4 separate regions of the Mus musculus genome follow, and regions 1, 2 and 3 are each linked to region 4. Evidence: chromatin contacts called from public HiChIP or PLAC-seq data. All regions are on one chromosome and are shown on one strand. The core of a region is the stretch at or near the end of the contact, and the rest is flanking DNA. Distances in the headings are between cores, read along the strand shown.

What was found. HiChIP or PLAC-seq counts read pairs in DNA pulled down with a chosen protein or histone mark.
Region 1: a contact with region 4 is called in an HNF4G HiChIP or PLAC-seq map of pancreatic cancer cells. The contact joins the enhancer-like site here to the promoter of Erlin1 in region 4. A contact is called at or near these places in 4 of 39 promoter capture datasets (frontonasal cranial neural crest, neural stem cells, pre-B cells and 1 more), 2 of 484 Hi-C or Micro-C datasets (embryonic stem cells and erythroblasts), 2 of 115 datasets of contacts at active chromatin or transcription factors (embryonic stem cells and pancreatic cancer cells) and 1 of 9 other capture datasets (liver).
Region 2: a contact with region 4 is called in a FOXA1 HiChIP or PLAC-seq map of pancreatic cancer cells. The contact joins the enhancer-like site here to the promoter of Erlin1 in region 4. A contact is called at or near these places in 3 of 39 promoter capture datasets (the 3T3-L1 cell line, 3T3-L1-derived adipocytes and embryonic stem cells), 1 of 15 datasets of contacts at CTCF or cohesin (the NIH/3T3 cell line), 1 of 484 Hi-C or Micro-C datasets (nephron progenitors), 6 of 115 datasets of contacts at active chromatin or transcription factors (bone marrow-derived macrophages, embryonic fibroblasts, epiblast stem cells and 3 more) and 3 of 9 other capture datasets (adipose tissue, liver and pancreatic islet).
Region 3: an H3K27ac HiChIP or PLAC-seq map of the NIH/3T3 cell line shows a contact between it and region 4, with 3 times the contacts expected there. The contact joins the enhancer-like site here to the promoter of Erlin1 in region 4. A contact is called at or near these places in 9 of 39 promoter capture datasets (the 3T3-L1 cell line, 3T3-L1-derived adipocytes, cancer-associated fibroblasts and 5 more), 1 of 15 datasets of contacts at CTCF or cohesin (the NIH/3T3 cell line), 1 of 484 Hi-C or Micro-C datasets (nephron progenitors), 12 of 115 datasets of contacts at active chromatin or transcription factors (the NIH/3T3 cell line, astrocytes, bone marrow-derived macrophages and 9 more) and 3 of 9 other capture datasets (adipose tissue, macrophages and pancreatic islet).

Annotation. Positions count from the first base shown.
Region 1 is chr19:44,313,165-44,316,478 of GRCm38.p6, reverse strand. No RefSeq gene overlaps it. Among named protein-coding and RNA genes, the nearest start is that of Mir5114, 12 kb to the right of the region's middle. Within about 2 kb of position 1,783, at least 328 of the 459 cell types and tissues checked have an H3K27ac peak or open chromatin away from gene starts, as enhancers often do. A contact at or near this core is called in embryonic stem cells, erythroblasts, liver and 3 more, where this site is marked.
Region 2 is chr19:43,915,378-43,918,490 of GRCm38.p6, reverse strand. The region is part of intron 1 of Dnmbp (dynamin binding protein); the gene reads left to right. Among named protein-coding and RNA genes, the nearest start is that of Gm50217, 3.9 kb to the left of the region's middle. Within about 2 kb of position 1,675, at least 186 of the 459 cell types and tissues checked have an H3K27ac peak or open chromatin away from gene starts, as enhancers often do. A contact at or near this core is called in the NIH/3T3 cell line, adipose tissue, embryonic fibroblasts and 3 more, where this site is marked.
Region 3 is chr19:43,874,614-43,877,830 of GRCm38.p6, reverse strand. It overlaps Dnmbp (dynamin binding protein), which reads left to right. Exons shown (of 16, transcript NM_028029.4): 5 at 2,811-3,004. Among named protein-coding and RNA genes, the nearest start is that of Gm24400, 19 kb to the right of the region's middle. Within about 2 kb of position 1,555, at least 42 of the 459 cell types and tissues checked have an H3K27ac peak or open chromatin away from gene starts, as enhancers often do. A contact at or near this core is called in the NIH/3T3 cell line, astrocytes, bone marrow-derived macrophages and 2 more, where this site is marked.
Region 4 is chr19:44,068,482-44,071,449 of GRCm38.p6, reverse strand. It overlaps Erlin1 (ER lipid raft associated 1), which reads left to right and starts at 1,665. Exons shown (of 12, transcript NM_001164360.1): 1 at 1,665-1,759; 2 at 2,055-2,178. The coding sequence starts at 2,066.

The DNA of each region.
Region 1 (3,314 bases), core at 534-3,033, 240 kb before region 4:
ATGTGAATTAAATCTTTAAAGGGCAACACCTTTTTATACTGTTGGGTCGTCTTTGTGTTTGTTCTTTCTCTTTATTTTTTCCCCAGTCTCCTGCTCTTTTCCCTCAACAGCCTCTCCCTCCTCTTCTTTCTCCTTCTTTCATCCATTGTCTCTCTAGTCTTTCCCTTTCTCTACCCACTGTCTTCATCCCATTCACTCATTCTTCCCACGTGCTCCTTAAATAGCTTTTAACTTCCTAACAGTCTTTTTTATTTATTTTACTCGCTCTGTAGACCAGGCTGGCCTCGAACTCAGAACTCCACCTTGCTCAGCCTCCCGAGTGCTGGAATGAAAGGTGTGCACTAGCTTCACTTCCTAACATTCTAAAGTAGTTTTTAACCATCTTCAGTTCCATGATCATTGGCAATACATTAGCAGGCATTGAAGAAATAAATAAACTCCTAGTCATAGAGGACTCACAAAATCAAGCCAAAAGGACATAAACGATTAAAATGGATTCATAACAATCAACAAGACGGCTCTTACTCCTCACTCCTCTCTCTTTTTGTCTTCTCCTCTCCTCTCTCTCCCTCTTTATTCTCTAGCCTTTCTTCTCTCTCTTTTCTACCTTCTCTCTTTCCCCCTGTCTTTCTATAATAAAGCTCTAAAATCATTTTTTTAAAAAGTCAACAAGACTGAGACAGTAACCAAAAGTTTCCCCAAAAGTCAAAATGTAGCACCAGACTGACTCGTTGCCGAGTTTTATCAAATCTTTAAGGAAGAGGTAATAACCAAGCTCCTTAAACTGTTTCATATGGTATACAGAACACTACCAAGTTCACCCTGCCAAGTCTGCATTACCTTGATATAAAAACTGGTTCAGAGCACACACATTTTTAAAAAAGAAAATTGTCAGCCGTTTTTTCCCCTGATGAACATGGAGACAGAAAAAAAAAATTCTCAATGCAATTCTTGCAAGCCACATTTAAGGGCACGTTAAGATTATGTGTGGTGATTACTGCCTTTAATCCCAGCAAACTTTGTACAACTCCCACTCCCGTGTTAAATACTAACTTCCCGCTCCCAGTCCAAGCCTGCTTTGTTTCAAGCTTCTTATTTTAAGTTGGTGCAGAGGCTGCCCCTGCAGAGCGACTCGAGCTAAAAGCCTGTCATGGGTGCCCCTCCCACCCTGCATCCACTTCACCATTCCAGCATCTGAATGTCTACTCTGCTCCAAAAATACTTTTCAGATGTGTCCTTCCTTTTCCTTCCCCATGCCCCCATCGGAGTCTTTTCAAAGCCTGGAATAAGGCTTCCAGCCCCTGTGGTCCCCTCTGCTATCACAGTAAGTTTCTTAAATATCGAGATTTCCAGACTCTCACCGCCTCCCCTGCATTTTCTCCTCCCACTGCCCACTCCACGCCCCTTCATGCCTGCTGACATCAGCCTGGAAAGTTCCTGATCACATTAATGCTGTGCTTTTCGGAGTGCTCTCCTCTACACCATGACCCAATCTGAGGTCTGTTTTGCTAAGTCCTAGCTCTGCCTCCTCCTCCATAAGCGTTTGCACTACGTAGATGGAAAAAAACAAAACAAAAAAACAAAAAAAAACGTGCGCTGCTTTGCCAGCACACACCCCCACCCCCTTCCTTGGCGAAAGCTGGCGACCAGAGCCCACATTCAAGGTCCGGGGAGCGGAGGCGGGGGGGGGGGGGGGGGTTGTGAGGTCAGGGACTGGGCTAGCCTCCATCTGTGACTGCAAGGTACACCGGCTAGCTTCAGGAGCAGCGCATCCTGATTGGAGCGATGCGTGCAGAGCCCGGTGAGGCCGCTGATTGGCTGCGAGGGGTCAGGCGCTTTGGGCCTGGTGAACGCGAGTGAATCTGGGGCCAATGCTAACCCAGAGTAACCCCGGGAGGGGCCCGCACGCCTGACCCTTGCTTTTCCTCACCCTAGCTGGACCTCTCCCGGGCAGGCACTGGCAGAGGGCCAGGACTGGAGGAAGAGCGTTGCATGTTGCTTCTATTTCAGGCACTCAGCTTAACCTGAGTTGGAGTTTGGTAGGGCTCCATGTACGGTCACCAGGACAGTAATTTATGATGTCACAGGGCTGTGTATGTGTGTTTGGCCGCAGTGGGGTGGGAGGTGCGTTAGTGATCCAGGGAGGTAGCCACACTGCCTGCTCCTGGAAATGGCGAGGTTGGAGGCACGGTTTGAGGCTTTGGCTAAAGCAATCTTGCTACTGGAAGCAGAGCTTCTACTTTACTCCATGGGGTCTGGCCTTCCCCGAAAGCAGAAAGAAAAAAGAAAAAAAAAAGGAGAAATGTTATGGTGAAGGGTGGGTGACACTGTCCATTACTGCTGTTGAAAACTGTTTACTCAAAAAAAAAAAAAGTTAAACAGAATTATTACAGAAGAAATCCCATTCCTGTGTACACAAATCGACAGAGAGCAAATGCTAGAATATACACACACAAATGTGCAGAGCATACTATTCATAGAAGCCGAAAGGGGGGGACAACTCAACTGCTCCCCATAAATACAATGGACTGTTAATCATAATGAGGAGTTAAAAACTGATTTGTGCCAGTGTGAAAATGTTAGGAATCGATCAAAGAAGATAAATCAAAGAAATGACTTAGACACAGATTTAAGCCAGTAGAAAGTCTATTAGCTGGCTGGTACTTACAGACTTGAGCCTTTCTCGGGGTGAGATGTTTGTTTTTAATTATTATTATTATTATTATTATTTTATTTATTTATTTATTTATTTTTTTGGTTTTTCGAGACAGGGTTTCTCTGTGTAGCCCTGGCTGTCCTGGAACTCACTCTGTAGACCAGGCTGGCCTCGAACTCAGAAATCTGCCTGCCTCTGCCTCCCAAGTGCTGGGATTAAAGGCGTGCGCCACTACGCCCGGCTTATGGCATTTTTTTTGTATTTTTTTTTTTTAATATGAGTACACTGTAGCTGTCTTCAGACACACCAGAAGAGGGCATCGGATCCCATTACAGATGACTGTGAGCCACCATGTGGTTGCTGGGAATTGAACTTAGAACCTTGGGCAAAGCGGTCAATGCTCTGAACTGCTGTTCCATCTCTTCAGCTCTCTCAGGGCAAGCTTTTAAGCACACACACACACACACACACACACACACACACACACAATACAAAACATGTCTTTGTTTGACACATTTAGCAAGAACAGTTAGCCAGAAGGGGAACTACAGAAGCCAAAAAGCAAGGCTAGTACATTTACAGACTTCCCAGAGCTATGGCCTTTGATGAATTAGATCTTTGTTTTCATTTTGGCGGGTGGTGCTGCCTATGTGCTGGG
Region 2 (3,113 bases), core at 426-2,925, 150 kb after region 4:
CTGTCCCTGTGTCTGCTGGTCTCACAAAGCATAGCATCTTCAAGGTTGATCCGTGTGGCATTAATGTGTTACTGCTCTTTTTCCTTTTAAAAGGGTCAGATAAGGGTCAGTATGTGTTTCATGGCATGTTGTAAATCTTATTTCTGAATAAATATATATACAATATATATTATATATATGTATGTGTGTGTGTATATATATATATATTTGTTTGTTTTTTTTTGTTTTTCGAGACAGGGTTTCTCTGTGTAGCTCTGGCTGTCCTGGAACTCACTCTATAGACCAGGCTGGCCTCGAACTCAGAAATCTGCCTGCCTCCGCCTCCCGAATGCTGGGATTAAATGTGTGCACCACCACGCCCAGTTTTTTTTTTTCTGAATGTTTTTATAATTTTACATTTATAGCATTAACTTTCACATACTCAGGGCTGGAGGGATGGCTCAGAGGTTAAGAGCACCGGCTGCTCTTCCTGAGGATCGGGGTTCACTGCCCAGTGTCCACGTGGCAGCTCCCAACCATCTGTAACTCCAGTCCCGGGGGACCCACTTTCTTCTGGGCTGTGGTGCACATGTGGTGCACAGACAGACAAGCTGGGAATGCACACACATGAAATAGAGACTTGTCTTATGTTCCCTGATTATTAGAGTCACACACAGGAGTGGCATATTTAGTCCAATGTTTTTATCCAGAGAGACCCACGCTAGCCTTGAGTAATTCCTACCTTGTCTCCCTAAAATACTGTTATGCGTACTGTACCTTAAAGACTGGCTTACACACATTCCTTTCTTTTGTCCTCCTCCCTAAATAGGTAGCTTTTAGTGCTGTAACAGTTAAACTCTATAGCTGTTGAGTCTGGGTGAATTGCTGGGATCTGAGCCTTGCTGACCACAGTGTGGTGGATGGTGCAGGCTCCTGGCTCATGTGGCATGGTGTACACTCAGGTGGTAGCTTTCTTAGTGTCCTTGGGCTAATCAGAACAAGAAGTTCTGGGCACCCACGCTTGACCTGGAGGGCTCACACTGTCCCCTCCCCCTTACCTCCTCACCGCCTATCCCTAGCCCCTGTTAGACCTAGACAAACTAGAGACTGAAACTATTTACGCCAGAGATGGCTGGTTTACCGTTAGGTGAGCAGAACTACGGGCTGAGGTATAAGTGGTTTCAGATATTCCAACCCGCTTCCGGCAGTTACCTAACTCTTCCTGTGCCTGCGTTGCTGCCCGCCTGCAGACAAATGGTCAGACGCCACTTCCTTCACAAACTCTTTTGGAGTTTACCTTCCAAAAGGTGTTGAAGAATCATTGTTCTGCGGATATTTATGTTTCAACTCTTTAGAGGAAGAAATGGGCACTCGCTAGTAGGGAAGGGTGGGGCTCTACATCTTGATATCCCTGGCAGCACGCTGTATTTGGACAGTAATCTCCCAGCTTTTCCTCAGCTCATCTGTCCTGTAGTTTCTTCTGCAAACTTCCATCTGGACTTGGGACAGCTTACAGAAGCCACTAGTGGTTAAGTTCCGACACACACTCGAAGGCTTCTAGATAGCCCGAGCATGGGTGACAATGGGTGCTTCTTAGAAAGTGTACAAGGCGGGATCAACTCTGGGAGTGTGCGTCACCTGAGTTAAGTGGGAGACGTCAAGCCCCGCCTCCTCACTGCACACATGAATCACACGGACCTGTGGAGTCTGAGCCCTTCTAGGGTGTGTGTCCCTTGGGATTATAGACTCATTCCTGCAGAGTAGGAGGTCAGTAAAAGACTTGATTGAGCCAGAGTCTCCTCAGCATTTGTGAGTCATCCCCCCCCACCCCCCACTGTGAAAAGGAGTCAAGAGGAATTCTTAACTCTTTCAGCTCACGAGGCCAAAGAGCAAGAACTCAGTGGGTCGAGGCCCCTTCCTTATCTCACAGCTCAGAGGAGGAGCCGTGCATTCGGTCAGACAGTGAGAACTTTGAGAAAATGTACGGGAAAATTATGTCCATCTTGGCCCAACCCTGAGGACTTGTCTTAATAATGTAGATGGCTAAGAGATTTGCCAAATATTATGCTTGGATTTCTGCTTTAAACAAACAAACAAACAAACAAACCTACCCTTCTGTAGAAATCTGACATCTGGCAATTTCAGATGCCTGGAAGACAGCCAGAAAATAAGAAAGGGGCCTTAGAGTTTGTGAAGTGTTGAGCCCCCAGTGCCCACATGTGTCCCTTACCTCTGCAGAGGATGCTAGCCTACCATCCAGAGGTGGTCCGCTTTTATCTATCTGGGAACTCTTAGTAATGGTTGGTGCTGTAGACTGTGAACTAGAAGTTGGGTTGAATTGGGCACGGGGTCGCACACCCTTAGCCCTGACACTTGCGAGTCAGAAGTTGGTGGGTCTTTATGAGTCCAAGGCTAGCCTGGTCTACATAATGAGTTTCACCTAGGACTACACAGTAAGACTCTGTCTCAAAAAAATAAAAATGTAGGGTAGAAAAACTGACTGGGTGGGGTAGCTTAGAAGATAATTCAGAGGTTAAAAGCACTGGCTGCTCGTCCTCTTGCTCACCCAAGATTAATCCCAGCACCCACATAGCAGCTCACAACCATCTGTAACTCCAGTCCCAGGAGACCTGCCATCCTTTTTGGTAGATGCCCAGGTACACACGTGACATACATACAGGCAAAACACCCATATGCATAAGATAAAACTATGTGAATCTTTTTTTTTTAATGAAGCTGATGGATGAGACCGGCTGACCTGGAAGCAGGGCAGCACCAAGAAAGGCCTGAGGCTCTGTAACTGTCTAGGGCTGCAGCTGTGGTTAAACGCAGCACAGTACTGTATGTACTGAACTGGCTTCCAGCAGCCCGAGTAAATCACATTAACTCGGGATCTTTGGACGACGTCAAGAAGGCACAAGGCGTGTCTTACTCTTGGGTGCTGGGATTGACAGGCCCGTGCCCTCACACTTGGCCCTGTGTGCCTGCTTAAAAACCTGGTCACAATTAGATTAACCACGTTGAAATAAGGTCTGAAGTGTTTATACTTGAAGACAGTTTCTTCTCTGGTGGCCAATGACACAGATTTGAACTTGTAGTTAGCTATAGAAATGGTTTTTAATAAGCTAATGTTT
Region 3 (3,217 bases), core at 306-2,805, 190 kb after region 4:
GGATCTCTGTGAGTTCGAGGCCAGCCTGGTACGCAAATCCGAGTTCCAGCACAACCAAGGCCACACAGAAAAACCTCAAAAAAAACCCAAAAACCAAACAACAACAAGCCAAAAACAAAAAACTAAACCAAAAGCCTAGACAAGTACCACAAAGTCTGGCCACAAAGAGAATTTAAAACAAGCAATTTAGTTTAAAGGATTTTCTTGCAAGGCTGGCGGTAAGAAAGCACCTGTCTATCCTGGGCCAGTCCCTGGGCTCCGTTCCCAGCACAGCAATAAACAGGCTGTGTGTACGGTGCAGCTGATTTCTGAACGAAACCTTAGACTGTGGTGGATGAGAAGGATGTGTGAAATGTTGCCACGCGTCGTGACATAAAGTTCAAGCAAGATACTAGCTATTGTTGGCTGTTGTTTTTAAATGTATTGAATAATACAATTTATAGAAAGATTGTCGTGGTACCAGGAACTCCCTGTGCACTCATGGTTGGTCGGCTGGTTTTCCCAGGCAGGGTTTCTCTGTGTAGCTCTAATTGCCCTGGAACTCACTCTGTAGAGTGGCCTCCAACTCAGAGATTCACCTGTATCTGCCTCCTGAGCGAGTGCTGGAGTTAAAGGTGTGTGCCCTCACTGCCTGGCTTCCCCGTGCGCTGTTAAGTTTAACATCTTCATCCTTTCTCTCTCTAGTTTTTTCTAAGAGTTTATTGCGTGCATTATGTGCCTGGTAGGGGTAAAACTCAGGGCCTGGCACAAGCAAACTATCAGCAGTAAGAGTGGGTATTTATTGTGAGACCAGAAAGGGGCCGCTCCTGCAGGAGATTTTACCTTGATCTAGTCACTTATCTAATCTACAGCCGCTCTCCAGCCCTGCCCAACGCTGGGTTTAGAACTTTTCTTCTTCGACACAGCAGGGACTGGCCAGTCATAGTTGAACACTGTCCTCGGAATTCCTTTTCCCATGACAGTGACCTTTTGAAGAATATACATTCTCAATTTGAGTTTGATGTTTCCTCAAGACTCATTTCAGAACCAACATTTGTGACTGGGATACTGCAGAAGGGGTGTGTGATGTTTCCAGGCCTATTTGGAAGCCATATTTGCCCCTTACTGGTGACCCTGATTTTGATTCCTGGGTCAAGGTATCCTTTCTCAGCTGTGTAGGCATGTTTTGTTGTTGTTTGTTTTGTTTTTGGAATGAACATGTAATGTATAATAATGTAAAACTATGCAAATATCCTGATCACCTCAATACCACCATTATTACCAGCATCATCAACTGATGAGTTGGGTATGTTTGTTTGTTTGTTTGGTTGGTTGGTTAGTTTTGGCCTGAAATTCTCTGGCTGGGGTCAGAGGCAGGCATACCACACCTATCCTCTACTGGTAATTTGCTTGAAAAGATGCTCTTAAAAAAAAAAAATCTTGTCATTTTTCTGGATCTTGCAGTTTGACTTCCACTCAGAGAGAGACTTCTTCCCTGTCATGTGTGCTAAGGGTGTGGGCTCCCAGTTCCTGTTTGATTCACTGGATTATAATGCATTGGAGCTGACTTAATTTTGATACTGAAGTTGTCCTGGTTGGGCAGGCTGCCCTTCCCTGGCTGCCTTGTCTTTGTTAAGATCTCCCTCTCCCCCTCCCCCTGTGCCTCTGCCAGGACCTCCTTGCTTGGCAATGCAAGATGTCTCCCGCCCCCATTTGTAAACACTGACATTCCTAACTTCTTAGGATTAGGGGCAGCAGAAAAGATTTTTGGAGAATCCAGTCTGCTGAAAAGCCAGCCGCATGTACTGTTTCTGTGGCTTTGAATTGTGCCCAGACAGCATACTGTATTGACTTAGCAAATTTGTCAATTTTTAAATCAGTCTTAGAATGTGAAGGAAACTCGGCGGAGACCACTCCACAGCCATCTTCTGTTTGTTTTTATTTCAGTTTCTTAAATGACCAAACGTTTTCTCATTTCTTTATGCGCCTTCTCCTATGCATCCAAGTACCAGGAGCTGTAAGTGCTAATGAGAAGAATTGTTTTTCTTCTTCAGGAAACATCCCGTTATGGCTAGCCCTGGGTAGACTGGAACTTGCTCTCTAGACCGGGCTGTCCTTCAGGCTCCCAGAGATCTCCCTCCCCCCAAGTTGGCACTGTTATGTGTTCCTCATAATATTTCTTTTTTTTTAAATATTAAGTTGTTCTGCCTGTAATAATTTTCTCATATTGCTTAAAACATTTTATCACATTTATTTATGTGCTTTGTGTGTGCATGTGTGTGGCAAGCATGTGCCACAGTAGCAAGCATGTAGAGTTCTGAAGACAACATAAGGGAGTCAGGTCTCTCCCTTCTACCCTGTGGATCCCAAGGAAGAAACTCCGGGCCTCAGGCTTAGCAGCAAGTGGGTTTACCTGTCGAGCCATCTCACTGCCCCAGATTAATATTCCTAACGTGCTGTATCAATGTCCTCACTCCCCAGCTTGGTAGCTTTGCTGCAGAGCCTATAGAGCAGGTTTTATATCTGATTAAATAAAATCAGTTCTCGATAAGGCTGGTCTTCCTTTCGACTTTACAGACAGCTAGCAGGCCGCGCATTGTTAGGTGGTCAAGCTTCTCTCGAGGACAAGATGAAAAGGATCCTGCATACTTGGGAGGATATCCCTGTGGAGAGAGTTTGCAGAGTGTTTACAGTGTTTACAGTGGACGCTTGATCTCCTGGCTGTCCTCTGTAGGGAAAGCCCCGGCCCACCTAGAACACTGCTTCCTGGTTCAAAGTGCTGGAGAGCCCTCCTTTCACACAGCTGCTGACCGTCCTCCTTCCCCTTCCAGACATGACGCTCCTCTCTTCCCAGTCTTCATCCCTGGCGGCCCCCTTTGGGTCTGTGTCCACTGAAAACCCAGAGCAGAGGATGCTGGAGAAGAGAGCCAAGGTGGTGGCGGAGCTTTTGCAGACGGAGAGAGACTACATCCGGGATCTGGAGATGTGCATTGAGAGGGTCATGGTGCCCCTGCAGCAGGCACAGGTAGGAGATGGGAGGCAGCCCGACCCTTTACACCCGAAGTGTTGGGGTTGGAATGAGGCTGTCTTCTACTGCAGTACCATAATTACAGACTGAGCGGCTCAGTGGTAAGGGAATAAAGAACCACAGAAAGCGAGGACAGACTTACCTTGGCACAGTTTCAGGTTTTGGCCTGTGGTTGGTTGGCGCTGCTGCATTTGAACCTGTGGCGCTGCG
Region 4 (2,968 bases), core at 416-2,915:
ATGGGAAACAAGGAGGCAAGAGGTAAGAGAGGCAAGAGCTTAAGAGTGAGAGGAGGAGCCAAGCAGCCCCTTTTATGGGGCCACGCCTACCTGGCTGTTGCCAGGTAACTGGGGGGTGGTGGGGGAGCATATGTGGCTGCTGCCAGGAACTGTAAGAGTGGAGCTTAGACAGAATACCAACAAAGGGGACCAGAGGAGATGAAAATAGCTAAACTGTAATATTGGTCTGCAACAAACAAGGTCCCATACATTCCGTGGTAATAAAAATCAAATGCACGATACAGGTTAGTGCATGTATTGAAGGGGTGTGGCTAGATTTGCTCTTACAAAGGCCTGAATTGATTCTCTTGCCTGTCATTCTCTTTGTTACTAGCATCATACATAACCTTGTATTTGCTGTTGTATATCCGTTTCCCAGTTTCCTGTCTGTCTTCACTCTCAGCCAGTTACAGATACAATGCCCCAAAAGCACTGCTTTCTGGTATTTTCCTGCACAGGAGTTTGGTAATCCTTCCAACCTTGTTAACCTTTTCTAGTTGTCTCTGCCCTTAGTGAAATAGAATGCCCTTATTTCCCATGTGTCCCTATATCTCTAAACTCTACCCTTTCCTTTTAGTTTTTGTTTTGTAATACATGCACATGGTGTGGGTTTATTCCCTAAACCTTTTATGATTATTAATTATTGTGTGTGTTGGTGTGTGGTGTGGGGCATGGACCTTTATGTGTGGAGATCAGAGGACAACTTGTGGAGTCAGTTCTCTGCTTTTCACTTCTGTGTGAGGTCTAGGGTGAAAATGAAGTCCTCAGGAGTTCACAAACTCCTCTACCCACTGAGCTATCTCACCAGGTCCACGTGGTATAGAATGTTAAAATACAGTGAAAAAAAAAAAAGGTCGATTCCCAGCACCGATGTGGCAGTTCACAACAGCCTTTAACTCTGGTTCCACGGGATTCAATGCCCTCTTGTGACTGCTGAGGGCACCAGGCACACAGATAGTGACTGACATGCATGCAGGCCTAACAGCCATAAATGAAGTCACTGTCTTCTTGTCATACATTTTCTCTATCAGCAGAAAAATGGATCCTAGACTTTGTAAATCTGGTTCTAGCCTATCTTGCCATACAACTCCTTTCAACCTTATCGCCGTCATGAAAACTCAAGCGTTCACTACTCATTTTGGCCTACAAGACAATCCCGACCTCCACATTCAACATACATATATCATTCTGATCCTGTTTCTGGGTGGCTTTCAGAAAGCACTCTGGTGTAGCATTCTGGCACAAAATAAATATTCAGGCCAAGTCTGAATGGTTAATTCTGGTTGAATAGCTTCCTCTTCTGAACTCGAACCCCTGATTCCTTGAGACTGGTCTGGTAGTTTCCCTAGTGCAGGGTGTGTACCTGGAGAATGTGCTTGCCAGTTGGACTAGGGACGAACCACAAAAGGATGCAGGAACAACTCCTACACTGAGGGGCTGGTCCTGTGCACTAGCATGCCTCAACCAGCGTCTGTCCGAGTGACCCACCCCAGGAGACTTGGTCCTCGTCTGGGCACTTAGAATCACTACACTGTGCGCGCACCCGGGGCCAATTTTGTCCCGCCCGCGCACCGTCTCGCGAGTCGCGGGCGGGGGCTGCGTCGCCTGCGTCCCCGCGCAGCCGCAGTACCGGGCAGGTGGGCGGGGCCGGCTGTTGGCAGCAGTTGGCGGGGCCGGGTGGCGGCTGCACGTGCGGGCGGGGGCGATGCGTCACTGACCGGTGAGGCGAGGCTCGGGGGTCGCGGTCCTCCGAGTGCCTGCGATCAAGGCCGCCCTCAGTCGGGACCTAACGCTTGGGGAGTCGGGGAAGAGGTGTCACGACGTACGCCGAGCCGGGGGCACCCGCGCAGGGGGTTGGCGAGGGGAGCGCTTAGCTGAGAGAGAGAGAGAGAGAGCCCGGGGCCGGAGCGCGGGGCTTCCCGCCTCAGCCGCCCGCGACCGTACGCGGGCTCTTCCCTGGGTGGGGACTGGCCTGTCACTCAACGGACTGAGGTTCCTCTTCTCCCCATGCTCAGGAGGAACAAGGATGAATATGACTCAAGCCCGGCTTCTGGTGGCTGCAGTGGTGGGGTTGGTGGCGATCCTCCTGTACGCCTCCATCCACAAGATCGAAGAGGGACACTTGGCCGTGTACTACAGGTGAGCGCCGCCCTGTGCAGCCCGCGATGGTTCTAGAAGCACAGTGGAAGGGTCCAATGGGTCACAGCGAAGTCTGGGAAGTTGCTCTTTTCCGCGGCGTCAGGGGAGCTGCTTCCAGCCCTGCCTGGGAAGTGGTTTCATCCCAGCTGCCGGGAGTTAACCTTTGGCGGGGCACTTTTCCGTTGTCGGGGCAGTTTAGTGCCAAGTTCGTTCTGTACAGAATTGAAGACACCTTAGGGGGCACGGAAGTAGTCACTGCAACCGAGATGACTTCTCATAGTCCGCACAACTGCACAGGTGTTTAGTTTGCCGCTGTGGATTTTTTCCGGATCTCTGTCTTACATAAAGACAGTTCTCCCCAACACTAAGTTGGGTTTTTTCTTCTTCATTAAAAAATCTCCCATTGTCTGGTTATGTCCCCCAAAGTCTTCATGACCAGAGCAATGTCATATATCCCTAAAGGCCAAGAGACAAAAACCACATTTGCAGGCCACTTTTCTCACTTTTTTTTTTTCAAGTCAAGGTGAAAAAGAGTGTGGACTCAGTTGCCATCCACCTGATTTGGCATAAATCAAGTCTAACTTCCCACCAGGTCCTCGTGGTATAAGCTGGGAAGAGAAGCCAGTTTGTGGACAACTTGGGATAGTGGTTTATTCTGAAACAAGCAGATTTTTGAATATTTCCATCATGCCCCCTAAACTGGTATTTCTACTTTTAGATCAGTCCAGAATCCTAGAAAATACATACTTTTGGTGGTATGTCTTAACAGATGGAGTTCTAGCATAAGAAA